2 separate regions of the Gossypium hirsutum genome follow, and region 1 is linked to region 2. Evidence: chromatin contacts called from public Hi-C data. All regions are on one chromosome and are shown on one strand. Each heading gives the region's core, a stretch centred on a gene start, on an enhancer-like site or on the middle of the called end of the contact. The rest is flanking DNA. Distances are from core to core; before and after follow the strand shown. Region 1 holds the start of LOC107926336 (ribonuclease 3-like protein 2). Region 2 holds the start of LOC107926263 (xyloglucan endotransglucosylase/hydrolase protein 22).

Region 1 (2,798 bases), core at 53-2,552, 200 kb after region 2:
GCTTAAGGCGTCCCCGAAGGCCAAGCCTTCTCAACCCATGAGATGCGAAAGAGGATCTCTCCCCTCCCTATTCGGTCCGATCCCGACGACGGAGGAGAGCCCTCCGGCGATGAAATCTCGGCAGATAATGGTGAGACTCTCCTCCCCTCTATTTTTTATATTATTTATGCCCCTTTTGTTTAATAGATTTGTAAGTAAAAATAAAAAAGGAAATTAAAAAGAAATTAAAAACGAAATGAAAACAAAGAGAATAAAATCGGAAATCAACCTTTTTTTATGTGTTTTTTTGCTTTTTGATTGCTAGTGTTCGTAAAAAAATACAAAGGGATCGAGAGTCGACTTTATAGCCGAATACACACTCGTTTTGTTTCTATTCTTTGTCTGTTTCTCCGTTATCTTTTCTTTGTTGTTTGCTTCCGTTTTTTTGTCCTTTTGTTCGTTATTTTCTTTTGTTTGCATGTTGGTCTCGTTTTGCAGGTGACGTGAGCGACCAGACTTGTGCGGGGAGGCATGCGACGGTGGTGGTAAGGGAGGTGGCCAATGGTGAGGAGCGGCGGCTGAATGGGGGACTAGTGTTTGCTTGCTGAAAATTGTGATAGCTACTGGGCTAGGATTTGGGCTGGCTTGGTTTGTATTTTGGGTCTGAAATGGGTTTTAAAATGTTGGGCCACATATATATTGTAAATGAATTAAAAATTTGGACTTTTTAATTGTTTTATTTGGGTTTTTATTTTTTTGTTGGCCAGGCCAAAATTGGCTATTACAATCAATATAGGATAAGATGCATTATTCATATAAAAACCAAATGAAATTAATCAAAATTTGTATTTTGGTTTCATCAAATTAATTGATATATAAGGTTTATTAACAAGTGTTGGTGTAGTAATAAGACACATTACATTCATTTGAGGAGAATATAGATTCGAACTTAGGAGATAATATTGTTGAAATAAATAACTATGAACCCTGAACATAAATAGTAATTTCGAATGGTAAAAGTACCATGAAGAAGAGTTGAATTGCATTTTAACTCCTCTATTGAAAAAATGACAAATTAATTCTTATACAAATTGTTCTTTCTATTAAAAAAATTATCAATTTTTACGGTAAAAAATTAGTTCATGTACACTATTATAAAGTACACATAGCACGCCATATATTATTTATCTAGTTATTCTATTAATTATGCCAGCTTTAAACCATAAAAATAAATAAAATTTTTAAAAAAATTAATTCACACTTTAATTTAAAATATTTTTAAAATAAAGTGATAAAACCCCAACTGTACTTAAAAGAAAAAAGAAAAAAAAAGCAGCTAATTTCAATGTCAAAAAAGTATGGTGTGTCTGTCTTTGGAATAGCTTTTATTTTCTACCAAAACCTACTTTCTGCTAAATTATTGGGATTGCTTGGATTGTAAGCGAAGTCTCATTATTCGATCACTGTACTTCACCATGGAACACCACTTCACCCAACTCGACGACGGCGCCTCCGCCGACGGCAAACCGGCGTCTAATTTCGGAGCGGCGGTTGCGACGGTGCTCCTAGCTTTGCTTTTACAAATATTTTGCCGTTGCTGTCGCTCAATTTACCGTAATCATGTCAAGAAATACAAGTTTTCTTCTTCTTCCGCCGCCGCTAACATGGACCGGTCGATAATCGCCGCCGTGGAGAAGATCCTTAAATACAAGTTTAAAGACAAAAGACTCCTGGAAGAAGCCTTGACGCACTCTTCGTGCCGCGAAGACATGTCGTACGAAATACTGGAGTTCATTGGGGACGCGGTGCTCGGCTTGGCTGTTGCTACCCATTTCTTCCGTTTGGAGCCGCGACTGAACTCTGACCAGCTTACGCGGCTCCGGAAAAAAAGTGTAAGCAACAAGAGACTGGCGCACGTGGCAGCTAGGCATGGGCTTAACCGCTTCGTCAGGAGGAAAGACACTGCTCCTCTTGACCTCATTGTAAGCAGAAACTGTTAATTCTCCTCCAATTTTCAGTTTTATTTATATGTTTATTCACCTTTTTTTGTATTAATACCTTTTATTATTGTTTTAAAACATAATTTAATAATTTAATAAAATTTGTACTCGATAATTTGCTTTAATGAGTAGTAAACTCCTTAATATTCGATACGAATTATTCAAAAATTTTGAAAATTTTGAAAAATTATCCAATTAGTTTGGTTTTTTCAAAATTTATTGGATTAAGTTGATTTTAAATAGAGAAAAAAAACTTCAACGGATTTGGTAAGAAAAGACTTTTAGCTTGACATGCGTTTTCGCTCCATGCGGCTAATTGGATGCATTTTCCTTCTCTATCCATGATTTATTTAGGGTTTTTTTAGCTTTTTAAAGTTAGAGTTTAGAGGTTTTTAAAGATTTTTGTTTAGGGTTTGTAATAATTTTTGAAATTTAGGGTTTAAGAAATTATTATTTTAGGAATTTTTTAAATTTTTAACATTTTTATATATTCTTTAGAAATTTTTTATGATATTTATATTTGGTGGAAAATATAAATTTTAAAATTATCTTCAGCAGATTGGACAGTAAAGTGCGTTCAACTGGAGACATTTTCTTGTCAAATATGCTGAGACGCATTTTTCTTCTCTCTCTAAAATCGATCTAATCCGATAAATTTTGAAAAATATGACCTAATCTAGTAATTTTTCAAAATTTTCAGCATTTTGGGTAATTCACTCTCAGTAGAGCTATATAATTTCAATTAATCAAAATGTAATACATTAAGCCCATGATATATATATCTTATTGGCTGAAGGTTAGGAAGTATGTAGGGGCAGT
Region 2 (2,749 bases), core at 64-2,563:
GTTGTGCAATTTGAGTGAACTGAAAGATTTCATTAGCTTAAAATCAGTAGTGTTAATTAATGTGAGTCATTGTCAATAGCGAAACAAGGGGAGAATAGCAAATTTTTTTCATATGATTTTTTAAATTTTTTTTAAATTTTAAATTAGTAAAGATAAAATTACACTTTGATTAAACTTAAAAATATAAAAATTTAATTTAATCTTTTAAAAATTATAAAAATATAGTCTATTCAAATGATAAAATTATATTTTTCTACCGTAAAAATTACAATTTAATTTCGACTCTTAAGGGATTTTTTAATTTCACCCCTTGTTATTGTTGATTGACTAATTTTTGGGACCAACAAAACCTCATCCACTTATCTCATCATCTCAAACAAAATTAATAATTAAATTAATTATAAAAATGTCTAACCAAATTCACATTTTTAACATTCTTTCAATGAAAATTAAAATGATTTTCATGCTTCGCGTTAGGTTGATTATTCGTTTATCTCAAATTATGGAGTATAAATTTGAAGGCTAAAATATACTTTAATCCTCCTATTTTTTTCAGAAATTTAAACCCTCTACTTTTGAGGATAAATAGACATAAATGAATTATTTAATCATTAAGTAGAAATTAATCACAAATAATTAAAATAGAAAAATAAAATTTAAATTTGTTAAAAAAATATATTTGAACATTAAGTAGCAAAATAAAAAAAAACACAAGTAACTTAAATGCAAAAATAGAATTTAAAAATTATAAAAATTAATTATTTTTCAAAATACTAAATTGTCTTTATTAAATTTTAATACCTAAATTACTTCTACTAATTTTTTATAATACCTAAACTACCCCTATTTACTCCTAATGGCTATCAAAGGAGATGGTTTTATTATTTATAGATAACTTTTTCTTTTCATTTATTATCTATACTCAAATATAAATTACTTTAAATAAAAGAATTACATCAATTAGCTTTTTACAGTATTGATAAGTATTAAAAGTAATATGTTTTAACCTCATTTTTAATGCGTTTTTAGGTGATAATTTGACGTTAATTGGGAATTTTATACTCCTAATACTTTAAATTTATGTTTTGATGCCTAATAGAGCATTTGGGAGAAAAATGAGCGAAAAACGAGTAAAAACTAAAAAATCAAAGCAAGCTATAGGACCTATACGAGCCGGCCCATTTCACACGACCATGTGACCCACATGAGCTATCATACGAGCGTATGGTAGGTCGTGTCGATTGCGCGGATTTGCACTCTGAATAGCAAAAAATCATGATTTTTAGGTTTTTTTAGGCATTCTAAGACATATATATGACAAAAAAATAAAAAGATAGAAGGGAGCCATTATAGAATTTTCAAGAAAATAACTCGAAAAACACCATTGAAGCCGATTCTAAATTAGATTTCCGTCAAGATTGAAGACTCCCATTGATTTCTTAGGAGACTATCATAAGTTTCTTTATTTCTTTCGGTTATACTGTGTAGCGACGTATAAATTTCGCTTTGGTCGCTAGTTGAGGCGATTATTTAAACATTTGAAAATGAAATTTCGGTTTTAAAAAGAAAAGGAGTCGCCACCGATCTTTTTCTAGGTGTGATCGGGCACCTAATAAATCCTCTCTTTTAAAAAAAAAATATTTTTGAACAAAAATGAAGGCCGAATTTGGGTGTACGCGAAAAATCCAAAGGAAAATAGGGTTCGGGAGTCGGTTACACGCGAGGAAGGTATTAGTCCCCTCGCGACGCCCAAAATTGGTATCTTGTTAAACACGCGTTGTCTTAATTCTCAAGAATACAAGTTTAATTTAATATTTAATCGCGATCCGTTTGAAATACGAGAATTAAAATTTTTTGGTTTTTTAGAAGGACGTCTTGTTTTTAACACGAGCCAATGATATCCACCCAACATAGCGATGAAATCAATGACTTAGTGTTGAAATCGGTATGTTGCCTTATTTATTAAAAACATAAAAAAAATCATATGCAATAGGAATTTGTAAATACTGCGAAGGATGATACAATTAATGACAAATATTAAAATGCAATATTAGAATAAAAATAACAATAATATTCACAATAAAGAAAATGATAATAAAAAATAATGTTCTAATAATATAATCACAGAAATAATATATTTGTAATAATAGTAGAAAAAACTAATATGTACATGAAAAATACACATGTATATCTATATGTTAATAATAATGATAATGATAGTAATACTAGCAATAATAATGAAATACAAAAAGCAAATATAATATAATAATATTAAAATAAAGTAAATAAAAATATTATATATAAATATATATGCATATATATACATATATAATAAAAACATACATTAATAATAATAATAATAATAATAATATTAATGACGACGATGAGAATAAAAATAACAATACTAATATATTAAGTTACAAAAGTAAAATAATAATAATGATAATGATGATATATCAGGTAACTATAGTAAAATAATAAGTAATAATAATAACGTGTAAATAATAATAGTAATGAAAGTAATAACAAGTAATAAAAGGGATTAAATTAAATTTGAAACAGAAAGTTCGGGGCGAATTTGAAAATAAATGAAGAAGGAAAGGACCAAATCGAATGTGCAAACAAAAAGGAGGGACCAAATCGGACAATAAACCCTCTCTCTAAAATGCGTTGTACCACCTAGGACTAAATTGAAATCCAAGCGTAAATTTAGGACAAAATTAAGAATCCATAAAAACTTAATTGCTAA

The links. Hi-C and Micro-C count contacts between places; a contact is called where the count stands out from the background.
Region 1: a contact with region 2 is called in a Hi-C map of leaf, with 1.7 times the contacts expected there. The contact joins the promoter of LOC107926336 here to the promoter of LOC107926263 in region 2. A contact is called at or near these places in 2 of 34 Hi-C or Micro-C datasets (both in leaf).

What each region holds. Positions count from the first base shown.
Region 1 is chrA08:2,988,548-2,991,345 of Gossypium_hirsutum_v2.1, forward strand. LOC107926336 (ribonuclease 3-like protein 2) reads left to right here and starts at 1,303. Exons shown (of 4, transcript XM_016857170.2): 1 at 1,303-1,961; 2 at 2,776-2,798. The coding sequence starts at 1,455. It overlaps LOC107926196 (a long non-coding RNA gene), which reads left to right. Exons shown (of 2, transcript XR_001692166.2): 1 at 1-130; 2 at 478-710.
Region 2 is chrA08:2,786,843-2,789,591 of Gossypium_hirsutum_v2.1, forward strand. LOC107926263 (xyloglucan endotransglucosylase/hydrolase protein 22) reads right to left here and starts at 1,314. Exons shown (of 3, transcript XM_016857062.2): 1 at 1-1,314.